Regions from separate parts of the Athene noctua genome. Here region 2 is linked to region 1. Evidence: chromatin contacts called from public Hi-C data. All regions are on one chromosome and are shown on one strand. The core of a region is the stretch at or near the end of the contact, and the rest is flanking DNA. Distances in the headings are between cores, read along the strand shown.

What was found. A called contact is a pair of places that touch in the nucleus more often than the background predicts.
Region 2: a contact with region 1 is called in a Hi-C map of heart, with 7 times the contacts expected there. The contact joins the promoter of KRR1 here to the promoter of PHLDA1 in region 1. A contact is called at or near these places in 2 of 2 Hi-C or Micro-C datasets (heart and liver).

The regions. Positions count from the first base shown.
Region 1 is chr3:45,315,293-45,322,071 of bAthNoc1.hap1.1, forward strand. It overlaps PHLDA1 (pleckstrin homology like domain family A member 1), which reads left to right and starts at 2,912. Exons shown (of 1, transcript XM_074902843.1): 1 at 2,912-6,779. The coding sequence starts at 3,027. The coding sequence ends at 3,470.
Region 2 is chr3:45,459,284-45,466,062 of bAthNoc1.hap1.1, forward strand. KRR1 (KRR1 small subunit processome component homolog) reads left to right here and starts at 4,147. Exons shown (of 10, transcript XM_074901496.1): 1 at 4,147-4,263; 2 at 4,818-4,993; 3 at 5,488-5,622; 4 at 5,830-5,955; 5 at 6,047-6,130; 6 at 6,758-6,779. The coding sequence starts at 4,179.

The DNA.
Region 1 (6,779 bases), core at 1,662-4,161:
TTAACAACCGAACGCTTCTGTTACTAGTATAGACCTTGAACATGGAAAAGGAAAAATTTAGTAAGGAATAAGTGCATCTTGGATATAGGGACTTTGAAGGGTCAGATTCAGTTTTTTTAGGTTGTAGTATTTCAAGTTTGACAGTAGGAGGCATCTGCACATCAGATATTTCAGGAGGAATGGATGCAGCACCTGCATAGTATTTAGTGAAACTCCAGTAAGGGTAGCGGTCATGGAACATTTAATATAATTGCAATGGTTAAAATATATATTTAAAGTAAAATCTCGGTGGGATAATGTGGTGTGCTTAACTGTGTTGACTGTGGGTTTTCCAAATACTTAATATAAGAAACATTTCCGGAAGCTCAGTTTTGACTTCTATCCAGGAAAATGAAGCTTGTTATCCTTTAGTGGCAAATTCTGCAGAACTAAATTGGGTTATCTTGTTCTTTTACCATGAAACTGTTGGTATTTCATCTTACCCCAGTCTTCTAGCTTTTAACTGATCTGGTGTTTTTGGTAAATGTAGTGTATTTTAAATGGCTGTTAATATTTGCTGGCTTACAGAGTACAAGTTCAAATGGATGTTTTGCATGCTTACTTCTAATTCACATGCTTAGGTGAATTTCACCAGGAATAAACAGTTGTTGTGAGTCTATACATTAGCAGAGTATGTCCATCAGTGTTTAGAGCTGCATTAAAAATCTGATATTCAACACTTTGGAGAACTTTATGCCATAGAAGGCCAGAGTAGAATGAATTTATTCCCTTTCTCCTGTGTATTTGATAGCAATCTTTGGCCTTCCACACTAGTCTCACTTTTTTCCTTTGATTAATTACAAATTACTATTAGTGCTGAAACCAAAAAAGCTAACATTAAAATGTATAGATGTAGATTATGTGTTAATGTCCTTAAATGTTACAATGTGGTGGGTGGGGTGGGATGGGGTGTGTGTCTTGAATGCTTGTTACAGAATACCATGTAGGACTCTGAAGTTTAAGGCTGGTTTCCACACTACTGGTTAGCACATTAACTTGGAAGCAAATGGCTATTTACTTTGGAAGCAGCAACCAAAATTGAACAGAATTATTAGAAATTAGTCATCTCTAAGTTTCATTCAATGTCCTGTGCCTTACATAAACTCAGTATTTTAAGTTGTTTGGTATAGATGAATAAAGTTTAACCAGTTTATGGTTTAGTTTGACAGTTTCAAAGTTAAGTCTGCTCATGTGATGCACTTAATCAGGAGTGAAAAAGTGTGTTCTCATCAAGTGAGAAGGCAGAAGATTCTCTTACCTCACTCAAGCCATGTGTGAGGCTACTTGTGTGTGCATCAGCAGCTGAAGATGCAGATATTTGTGCTGGGAAATTGGGGTTCAAATGGCAATGAACTGCAGGTAGTGTTCAGATCTTGTGAAAATTGGTCTATGCCTCTCAAAACAGGCATAAGATAGTTGTGAGAATGAACTGTATCTTACAGCATATATATTAGGCTCTGAGGAGAAGGGACTATTTTTAGATAAATGAATGTTTAAGATACTAATTTTTTCTGTTCAATTTGTGGCTAGCAAGTTGCCTTTGTTACTGATTTGAGTGTCTTCCAGTTACCTCAGAAAAGATGTAACAGCTAAGTAATTTTAATTGCTGTTATTACCTTAATTGTTTACCTCCCAACAGTTTATCAAAGTAACTTTGACCTTTAAGAGGAAAAGATTATAAGAGGAAATCCTTTTTTAAAATGCTAGAGATAAATGCCATTAAAGCTATCATTAATACAGATTTTTTTTTTTCTGATGTGCTCCCACTGACATGCTACAGCATGACCTTCTTCCTATCTGCCAAAATTACTGTAAGGAGGGCTTTTTTCTTATGGGCATGTTAAATGCATGTTTGAAAAAACAGTGCTCTCAAACATAACGTGCAACTTCCAGCCTTCAGTTTACATGAACCTTGTCAGCCAAATTCAGTTCTGTGGCTTTTGATTTACATCAAAAGACTTAAAAATGAAGAGTTTAATACTAACCTTAGATCACTTTACTCTTCTACTTAAATAAATGAATTCAGAAGCTAACTTCAGGGGAGAAACCAAACAGTAAGCAAATGTGTGGCAACAAAGCAGATGAACAAGAAAAATGGCCCTAGCTCTTTGCCGGTTGAGTGTTGTGGTTGTTTTTCCTAGTCTACTTCTAACATTTCCAGCTACTGAGGTTCTAATGTATCCTTTGGGAAGTGATAGGGGTACTTGCTTTTTTTAGACATTACTCAAACTGCTGCAGAGAGTGAAGGTGTATTTCACATGTACAGTAGAAGCTGTTTCTGCCCCGCACAGGCGAGAGCAGTGCGGAAGGGTGGGGATCAAGCTGTGACAGGAGGTTGCGTGTGTCAGGCTCTCTCCTTTGTTTAATGGAGCGATGAACGTTTAAATATCGGAGTGTTGGTGAAAATGGGCACCGGTTTTATTGGACCTGAATCGGAAGCATAGAGAAGGGGGCGGGGGGGCTTTGCTGTTGTTGCCCGGGGGGGAGGGCTGGGGAAATCTGCCCCAAACACAGGCGGCTGCGCTGCCCCCGCGGAGGCAGTTGTTCCATTACAATTGCTATCCAACCCAGCGGGCAGCGCCGTCCGCGCCGCGCCGCGGTCTGTCCTCGCCCTCCGCGGGAGGAGGGGCGGCCGGGCCGCCTCCCCGCTGCCCTCCGCGCCGCTCCGCGGCCGCGCCGTCGGGTTTCCCCGCTGCCGGCGGGAGGAGCCGCCCGCGCCACGGGGTGTCACTCTGGGCTGGCGGGGGAAGGCGCCTTCAAAAGCGGAGGGGAGGGCGAAGCCGCCGCCAGAGCCGCCGGCACCGGCACCGCGCCCGCCGCAGCCCGCCACGCCGCGGCACGGGCGGCAGCCGCTGCGCTCCCCGCGGGCCGGGGCGCTCCCCGCCCTCCGCCTCGGAGCCGGCGCAGGGCGGCGAGTCCTGGGGTGGTGCCGGCTGCCCCCCGAACCCAGCCCCCGCGGGCCGCGGCCGCCGGCCCATGCCGGGAGGATGCTGGAGAGCGGCTGCAAGGCGGTGAAGGAGGGCGTGCTGGAGAAGAGGAGCGACGGGCTCCTGCAGCTCTGGAAGAAGAAGCGCTGCATCCTCACCGAGGAGGGGCTGCTCCTCGCCCCCCCCAAGCAGCCGCCGCAGCAGCCGCCGCTGCCGGCCGAGCCGGCGGCCAAGATCAAGGAGCTTCACTTCTCCAACATGAAGACCGTGGACTGTGTGGAGCGGAAGGGCAAGTACGTGTACTTCACGGTGGTGATGGCCGAGGGGAAGGAGATCGACTTTCGGTGCGCGCAGGAGCAGGGCTGGAACGCGGCGATCACGCTGCAGATGGTGCAGTACAAGAACCGCCAGGCCATCCTGGCCGTCCGCTCCACCCGCCAGAAGCAGCAGCACCTGGCGCAGCCCCACGGCCCGCGCCTCCGCACCGCCTCAAACTCCGCCTAGCGCAGGCAGGGACCCCCGCGGGGCCCCGGGCCGGGACCCTGCGCCCGGCCCCGCCGCTTCCCTCACCGCCTGCGCTCTGTCCCGTCCTGCTGCAGGTGAAGTTACCGAAGCGCTTCGGGGCAGCGGGACTGAGCGCCTTCGTGGCGGACGGACTTCGGCCGGTCAAAACCTGGGCAAGCGCCGGAGATGCGGGTAGCCCGGAGAGAAGCGGCTCTACAACCTGAACCCCGGCTAGCCGCTGCTCCTGCCGCTTTGCCGCCCTCGGTGCCGAGAAGCATTTCAGATATATTATTTATGAACCTTGGAAAGGATCCTTTGGTGTGATGGGACTTCTAGGAGACGTGATGTACTGTAACTTTATTTTAATGTATTTTATTTATTAGGGTTGTTTGGTTTTTGTTTTGGTTTTTTTTTTTAAAGGCTTTTTGCAAGACATTTCTGAATGTAGGCCGTATTCAAAAAGCAAAGGAAAAAACTGTATGTACATTATCTCCCTAAAGGAAGTAAAAAGTTCTGGATAGTTTGGCTGTGTGCAATTTGACAAAAGAGTTTTTCATTTTCACCTGAAATACCCTGTATTACGCTAACATGGAAAATGTGATGTGTGGTTTGGAATTTGGCTGAAACCTATACTGCATATGAAAACTGCTCTCTCCGATGAGAGTAACAATTACAGTCGGGGTTTAAAATTATTTTCTTTTAAAACATTATGCGTGGTGGAAGATGATCAAATTTATTCACATGCAGCTATTCAAAAAAACGTTGATTGTCATTCTGAGATTAAAACCCATCTGTTCAGTGTATGAGCAGAGGGGAACCTGACCAACTTCTTTTGTGATACAGGAATCGCAGTTGGATTCCAGTTACTGGTTTGGTGTGCTTTCTCCTGGGCTGGAGGGCGGGAGCTGAGAAGCATCTCTTCGTGTCCAAGCTCAGGGCTCCCTCTGCATGGTTGGTTTGTGAGCGGTCTGGGCTGTCAGCCTGTGTTGAATTTTCATGGCGGTTTTTAAATGTCTTGCATTAAAGTAGCCCCTAGTTTAAAATCCATTTTATGTATGTCTTAGTGTGCAAACAGATTACTTTGGTCACAGTTTTCATAAGCTGAAAGTTGCTCTCTAGCTGAGATAAACTAGATTAATTTTGGTGTTTAGCACTGTCAGATGTTGAGAGGGGCGTGCGATCTCGTCTCTAAAAACGTTGATGAAGCCATGAAGTTGGAAAACAAAGGGCTAATTGCACAGCTGGTGTGTCTTCCTCTGCCTCTTAAAAGTCAGTGGGAATTTGGCTGTTGATGCTGGCGAGAGCAGGTTGGAGCGGTTCAGCCCGGTGCAGAGGAAGGAGCCAGGCACGTGCGGGCTGGTGTGCTTTCTAGGACAGGGCCCTTCAGGCGATGGGCAATTTCACGTTGTGTGCTGCTACAGCCCTAGTTCTCTGGTTTAAGTTAAGTAGGGAGGTTGTAACCAAGATGGAGCAGTGTGGCCTGTTATCTCTGGTTCAAAGTAGAAAGTTGCAGCCCCAGGTCTACCTATTTTGACTAGTGTGGTGAGGAAAACGGCTTTTGACCCCTTTACAAGTAACGTGAACATAAAATCTTTTAAAGCCACACATCCAGGCCTTTCCAGTTTGTGTAACTGAGGTGTAGCTTGACTGTAAAAGCCCCACATTCTTTGTTCAAGCTGCTTCTGTTAAGTGTTTAAAGCAAAAGACAAATGACATGCACAGGAAGATGTCAGAATTGGTTACTGCACATGACCATCCCTTCCTCTGTGCCATAAGCTTAAGATCAGCCCTGTAAGGAATAACTCGGGATCTCTTTTAGCCTTCTTCTTTTGTTCCTTGCCCCCAGGTGTCGGGGTCACATACCTGGATGTGCAAAACATGCCATGGTGCAGAATTAGAGCTCAGACCTCAGCAGTTCCCCGTGGTTATTCTCGAGTGCTTCTTTCCGATCCTGGCCTTTGACAGGATTGCGTAACGAGCTTGAGGTAGTGGATTCCAGCTGTCCTAATAAAGTTATTACTTTGAGACTAATTGAAATCGAAGGTGCGCTGCATCTTCTAGGATTAGATTCGCTGTCTTGGCAATCATAATAGCCAATTTCCACATCTCTGTACATCTGCCATTATCATTCTGCTAATGCTTGGATGTTAGAGCTGCAAGGGGATTTTCTAATGAGCTAGTCAAAGACTTACAAAATAGACTGTAATTTGTAATTTGGCTCCTCTCTTTAGAGTCATTAATTACAGTTTACTGAGTAACTAATCCACCTTTTCAGATATACAGACAGATTGCTGATATCTCACCTACTAAAATAAGTTTTAGCCTACTGAAGGATAAATGTAATTGATGAAAATTAATTCCTATGTGGCCAGACACACACATGTTTCTCTAGGAGTGGCAGGTATTCCTGTCCTCAGTGGATGCAAACCCCTGAATGCCACAAAAGTCTGTGACTAGTCTAAAGCTGAAATTTTACTGCTCTTCTGGAAATATTTGTACTTTGAAAACAAAAGATAATTTTAGTGATGTAATTGACATCAAGGTTTGAGAAAACAGCTTTCATTTTGAATTTGCTGCTATTTTTCACCAGTTCGAGGTCAATGTCCCACTTTCACCTTAAGTTTCTTGGTTTTTAAGTCGGTCTGAAGGATGCTTTCAAAAGTGTTTGAACTGATGTAGTTCACCAACAAACTTTTGCCTGTGTCGTTGCCTGCCATGTTAACTTCTTAAAAACGTCAGTGTCAGCCAAACTCCTAGTGTGAGAGATGGTCACGCCAGGAAATCCACCTTGAGCTGTTCCTGTGCCTGCAGCCTGAGTTGGTGAGGTAGGTGTAAGGATTAAGCTTCCCCTTTGTGCCTCCAGAATGTCTCCCGGAAACTGAATGGGAACAAATTGTCTGGGGTTTCCTGGGGACAGTCAGACTGTGCGGCTCATGCCATGTCAGTATAAATAAGGCTAAATTGTCTGACGTGGACAATCCGACAACTTTCCCACGCTCTAAATTCTATGGGGTTTTTTTTTTGACTGATAGTAATTTTAGACCAAGAAATTGCTTGATGTTATAAATGAGGTAGTTTCAGGGCTTTTTTTGGCTTGCCCCTCTACTACTGCATAGTCTTCATTGGAGCTGCTTGGTTAAATACTGTTTGTCACTGCCTTGTAAGCAATGGCTATGAAAATAGGTCCAGCAGATCATAGTCCATCCTATTGGAGCTTTGAAAGTAAAGAAATCAGCTTGTCCTTCCCCAAACAAACAAACAAAAGCCAGCAGCCTGTGGCTGAAGTAAATTCATTAGAGAATAAACAAA
Region 2 (6,779 bases), core at 2,897-5,396, 150 kb after region 1:
AATCATAACCTGCTGTTAAAAGTTTATAAATAGATAAAAGTGTCACATGGATTTAAGAGTGCTGAGGCTGAATGGGAACTGTGTGGTGTTTCTAGTGAATGAATGCCATATGCATGAGCTCATCTGATTGCCTGAATTATCACAAAATCCCAAGTTGCTCTTTTGGAATGGAAAATGGCATGCAAGAAAGTGCCAAGTGGCTGGAATCCTATCTACTGACTGGGAAATAATTACTTTGCTGCATAATAAAGAGGCACCTTCTTTCTAACAGCAGTGCTCTGCCCTTTTTATCATATAGTCTGAAATGCATGTAAGGAAGCCTGTGCAGTTTTGCTGTTTCATTCCTTCACTTTGTTTTAACAGGAAAAAATGCTTGCACGTATATACACACACAGAGCTGACCCAGGTCCCCCCAAAGCCCAGCGATGGGTTCAGCAGGGTTCTTGCATGGGTTCTTGCTAGGCTGGAATCTGTATTATTCAGACAAAGGTCTTAAAAGGAGCCCTTTGCACCTGGGTCTCTCTGTCCCATACTGGGCTGTTGCAACAATGACAACAGTACACACTGCCAGTGCAAGCTGCTTGCAGAAAACACATTGTCTCTTGGTGCTGGCAGAGCTGGGAGGGCACACAGACCCCAGGAGCCAGGGCGGTTGAGGGCAGGGAATAGCAGCGGCACTGTATCCCACCGGCCCTGCAGTAGCTGTGCCCCATCACCACGCTGGCACTCACACTGCCCTTCCTGCCTGGGAGCTCAGATGCCAAACCAGCGGGGGGGGGGACCCCGCTCCTGTGGGGCTGCAGCGTCCCTGTCATGGCACAGCCCAGCCAGAGTCACCTAGGCACCAGCTGTCAGTCCCCCGTCCCCTCAGCAGCCACTGTTCCCCCGGCTAGCTGTCCTCACCCTGCCAGACGAGCGGCGGCTGGTTATTGCATTTGAGTGGTGACTAATAAAAATGATACAAACATGTTGTTATCTGGAGCATGAGAAGGCTGCCCAGAGGAGCAGAGTGGGTCTGTGGGAGCATCCTGTCCTGGCCAGGAATTAGGGAAGTGGCTTTCTCATATCTGACCAGACCAAGATCCCAAGGTAAGAGAAAAGATGAAAAAATACTGTCTCCTTCAAAGAATCAGACAGGAGAGGATATGAGGGACCTTCCTGAATCACAGCTTCCAAGTCTGCCTCTGTTTCCCATTATTTTTAGTGGACCTGTCTCAACTGGGCAAAGGTACACTTCAATGTCGTGCTGCACCAGAGAGGGTTATCCATCCTTTGAATCAGAGAAGCTGGATGCCACAAGGTGCCAGTTCCTTGCCCCTTACCCTGGGCACCTCTTTCTTTCTCCAGCACAGAGGCTTGGGGAGCTCCGTGACCTCCACGCAACAGCAGCAGGTGCAGGGGATGGAGTGCAGGAAAGGAGCAGCAGGCACATGAGTGCTCTGTCACTGCCTCTGCAGAAGCATGAGATGTATACCCAGAGCAGGCCTGAGAGGTCTGTAGGTTGACAAAAAAGGTGGTGTATCTCACCAGAGACCTTTCCTCTGACCTTGAAAACTGCTCATAGTCAGCACTACCACTAACACCCTCGGCTGTGCCACCTCCCCCCACCCCACCTCTCCCTTGGGGTCCCTCTTCTCTCTGCCTGAAGCCTGTAATTTGTTTTCAAACTCTTGACTCTCCATGGTCTGCAGCCTCTCTACTTCTTCCCCTCCCATCCCAGCCAGGATTCAGATTCCCACTGCCGAACGCTGCCAGCATGCCCCTCCCACAGCCCACTCCTGTGATTTTTTGGTGGGTTGCATCCTACTCATAGGAGGAGTCAGGCTATAAGCAAGTGCTGAACTTAACAAATTATCCTTCCCCAAACTCTTCCCAAATCTGCTTGGCTGCACTTCCACAACACTTGGCCAGTTTTCAGGCAAGACATGCACCGTGCACTTCATGCGCTACCTTCCCGAGAAGAAACGCCTCCTCGAGCCCCCCCAGCCCTGCCGTCGCATCCACCGGGTGCCTACACCCGGGCAGGACCCCCATCCTGTGCTCAAAGGCTGCGCAGCACAGAGGGATACCGACCCAGAAGACTTCCGTGTCCAAGAGCTGAGAGAAGCAAATTTGCCTCCCTGTGCTCGCCCCAGGGGCACTGCACCCTCTTGTCAGTCGCCTACGGCATCCACAGCCGGGTGCCAGGCGAGGCAGGAGCAGCACCCCGGCCTCTCCCCGCACGGCAGGGCTGCGCGGGCAGAGGGGAGCACGGTGCCCATGGCTCCCATCCCTCCCCAGCTCCTCCCTCAAGCAGAAACCCCAGCGGGGGCTGCAGCTCCGTTTGGGACGCTCCACTCGGCGCGGCGGTCACTGCCATCTAGCGGGACCGGAGATGGATAACCAACCACCCCAAACGGCCGGAGCGACCCACCAGCACCCCCTCTGCTGCGGGGCCTCCCCGATTCCCCTTCCCGCTTTTTTCCCTTTTGTCCTCAGAGCAGAAGGTGAATACTCGATGTGCCGTTTCGGAGCAGAGCCAAGCCTCTCGCAGCCCCGTCAAGGGACGTTCTGTCCTTTACTGGCCCAAGTGCTGCCACAGCAGCCTCCCTGTTCAAAGGATGTGGACAGACAGAAATTAAGATGGCTAAAACCATGCATCAACTCGATGGCAAACTCGTCTGCGGAAGGGATCCTGGTGTCCTATTCATTGTGGGAGATGAAGCAGGGTAGGAAAGACAGCAGTCAGATTCAAAGAATAGTTTGGGTGGATCAAAACTGGTTTTTGAATTAATATTTTATTTATGTGTAGATCAGATGATAGGAATATCTTTCTCATCATGATGGTAATTAAACACACTAGAGTACAGGCTTTTATGAATAGGTCCGATGAACAGCTGCCAAAGACAACACCGTCCTGCCTCAGAGGTGCAGGTGTTCTTGCTCTTAAACGTCTCTTCCAGTTTTTCACTCCATTGGCTTTTCACGATGCCCATAGAAGAGAGTGAAGTAGGCACATTCTTGATTTTTTAGTGAAGAAAATTCTGTTACAGGTACAGGAAGGAGGGTGCAGAGCATCCCCCAGAGAACCTTGGACTGGGTTATTCAGCTGAATAATTAGGTCTCATCAGGAACACCATCCTCTTTAGTTATGAGCACTGAAGCACTTCAAGTATTTACCAGCGTACTTCACTGTACATTTTGATGATGCTGGTTCTTTTTTCCTTTACATTGCATACCAGCAACAGAAAATTCAAAGCTGAAGAACGTGGCTGCAAAAGATGTTTCACGTGCAAGAAGATGAAAGAAAGAAGACAGTTGGTATATTCCTCTCACCTCAACTGCGGCATTAAATTCGAGCCCATGCTTGCAATGGCAGAGTCCCAAAAGGGCTGCGGAGCCACCCTGGGGAAGTGAGCAAGGTCTCCAGCAGCTTAAGCGCCCAAGCAGAGCCTGCCGCTGGAGACAGACGGTGCTGTGTTCACCAGAGCCACTGTCGCCCAGGTGCAAACACACCTTGAGATAAAGTAACCCTGACGGAGAGCTGTGAGAACTTCCTGTGCTCACAGGCAGCGAGGACTGACAGCAGCCCACAGCACCTGGCACCTGACGCCCGACCGCCATCCACCACCATCCACCGTGACCCGCGCAGCAGAGGCCGGCGCTGCCCCCCGCTGCCAGGCAGAGCAGGCATTCCTGCCTGCTCCCACCGGCTTTATTTTCCCTTTTTAACCCCCGGGGATGGACAACTCGGTAGGAGAAGGCACTGTTGTGAGTACAAGCACTAAAGCCGCTCTCAGGGCCCGAGCAGCCACGGCTCAGCTCCGCGCCGCCGCGCTCAGCCCCGCCCCGCCGCTCAGCCCCGCCCCGCCGCGCTCAGCCCCGCCCCGCCGCGCTCAGCCCCGCCCCGCCGCGCTCAGCCCCGCCCCGCCGCTCTCAGCCCCGCCCCGCCGCGCTCAGCCCCGCCCCGCCGCTCTCAGCCCCGCCCCACCGCGCTCAGCCCCGCCCCGCCGCGCTCAGCCCCGCCCCGCCGCGCTCAGCCCCGCCCCGCCGCTCTCAGCCCCGCCCCGCCGCGCTCAGCCCCGCCCCGCCGCGCCCCGAGACTGCGGCTCCCGGCGCGCGCCGCGTCCCCCGCTGCCCCCCGCCCCATCCGGCGCGCGGCGCTTCCGCCGCCGGGTGAGGGGTGCGCGCGCGCGGACATGGCGGATCCTCCCGAGGTGGCCGAGGCCGGGCCGAGGCAGAATGAAAAGCAAAAAAACAAAAGCAAAAAGAAAGCGGCGACAGGTGGGAGCAGGGTGAGGGTCCGTGCAGGGCTGGCAGCCGGCTCGCCGGGGAAGCCCTTGGGCTGAGGGTCTCCCCGCGGCCTGCTGCCCCGTCCCGGCGCCGGCAGTCCCACCGGTTTCCGAAGACGGCCCGGGACTGAGGAGCTTGGCCGCGGTTTCGTGTAGGCGGAGAGGCAGCGTGGGGAAGGCGGGCTGCTTCCCGGCCTGCGGCGCTGGGGAGCGTAGAGGCGGCGGGTGGGTGCGAGAGGCGCGAAGCGGCGGTGCCTTGTGGTGCGACCGTCCTCACGGTTCTCTGGTCGCTGCCTCAGCCCGTGTCTTGCTCTTGTGTAATATCCGCAACGCATATCTCACTTGCGGAATTATTTTCTTTTTTTAAATAAATAAAGCAGTAATTTCTTTGAAGTCAGAAGAGATGCAAACCACATTCAGCAGAGTATTAACAAAACTTTGTGTCCCTGCATTCAGATTGTTTCGTCTGCAGTTAAACGGGGAGGAGGTGTAATAATCACTGCTGAAAAAGGAGGAAAAAACAACTTTTTTTTTTACCTATAGCAGTTGATGAATCTGAACTTCTCACTGTGCCAGATGGATGGAAAGAGCCAGCCTTTACAAGAGAGGATAATCCCAAAGGGCTGCTGGAAGAAAGCAGTTTTGCAACGTTATTCCCGAAGTATAGAGAAGCGTACTTGAGAGAGTGCTGGCCACTTGTCCAGAAAGCCTTGAGTGAACATGTATGAATACTTGACAATTATGATGCTATGTTTTACCTTTTGGGAGATACAGGTCTTTCTTGAGATTATAAAAACAGTGCAAGTTGTTTTTCTGGTACAGTATTTGCATATATTTCTACTGTGCTTGCATTTAGAATTGGTAGTATCATTATTTATTGGCATCTGTGTAGCCAGACTTGCGGTTCTTTACAGATGCTGTCAGCAAAGCTCTCAGCAGCAGCAAGTGTCTCTCGTCATCCAGGCACTGACAACTTTGTTGCGCCTAAATTCAGGGAGAGGAGGGGGGTGGTGTTTGGGGCTTGTGACACATATATTCAGTCTTTTTTTATGTGTGTCTGTGTGTGAATTTCCTTAATCTGAAAGGCACTTAAGGAAATTTGGAAAATGGATCTGTGTTCAGTATGTAGCATTCTGTGTGTTAACTTCTTACTGACAAAGATGAAAGATACAGGATTCTTAGAGACTGATTCACTATTTGTTTTCAAATATTGCAGTATGTGAACGCAACGCTGGATCTAATTGAAGGAAGCATGACTGTCACTACCACAAAGAAGACTTTTGATCCGTATGCAATCATCAGGGCTAGAGATTTAATAAAACTTCTGGCAAGAAGCGTTCCATTTGAACAGGTCTGTATTAAATCATGAAAGTTTGTATCAAATTCTATCATAATACTTATAGCGGGTTTTCAGAGTTGGATATTCAAGTGATTCAAAATATGTGTTTGAAGTAAATATATCTGAAAGTGACATGAGAAGAATAAACTGAAGTATTCTGTTGACTTCTGAATAATACATTTATGTTCAGATAATATTGCCTGCTTCTCATCTCTTTAGGCAGTTCGTATCCTTCAGGATGATGTTGCATGTGACATCATTAAAATAGGCTCTCTGGTGAGGAAAAGAGACACTTTTATAAAAAGAAGAGGACGACTTCTTGGGCCAAAAGGATCTACTCTGAAGGTATTTCCAATAGGTGTAGCAAAGAGACAATTCTTAGACCCAAATTTGTGTCACATCTTCAGCTTACACTTAATTTCTTTTTTTGGTGTAGGCTCTGGAACTGTTAACGAACTGTTATATCATGGTGCAAGGCAACACTGTTTCAGCTCTTGGACCCTTCAGTGGGCTAAAAGAGGTAAGGGGAGGCAGATGAGCTGTTTGTGTAGCGTACTTGTCAGATGAGAGGCAAGATCTGGCAGCCTCGGGAGCATCTCACTGATATTTCAGCTATGTGTTAGCTACATTTACATGAATGCTCATAGTCTTAGCATCTTAGCTGTTGAATTTTGTTTAGACTCAGATCTTTCTGTCTTGGAAGTGAAAAAGCATTTGTGAAATACTGTTTTGGGTTTTTTTTTTAGCAAGAATTTTTGTAGTTCTGGATACAAGGTGTAAGACTGAAAATACTGCAGAGTTAATGATATGTAACATTAAGGAATATCCAATATGGTTTTTGTAACTATGTAGGAGAGAGAATGTTTGTCAAAAGCAAGTTTCTCATGACACCGTGAAATCCATGGTAACATGAAGGTAATGTTTGTGGGGCATGCTGGAGTGTATTAGAAACATAAAAATATTATTGGTGCTTCTGAAGGTGCTGTGCCTTCCAGTTAACCATGTGTGTTAGCTTTTCAAATCTACCTACTTTGTGGGGCAGGGCCAAGGAGTGGAAGCAAGATAGTATATGTTGTATTTTAATATCTATAGACATAAACAATATTAAATACTTGCTGAGTTTTCTGTTCTTTTTTATTAAATGCAGGTTAGAAAAGTTGTTCTGGACA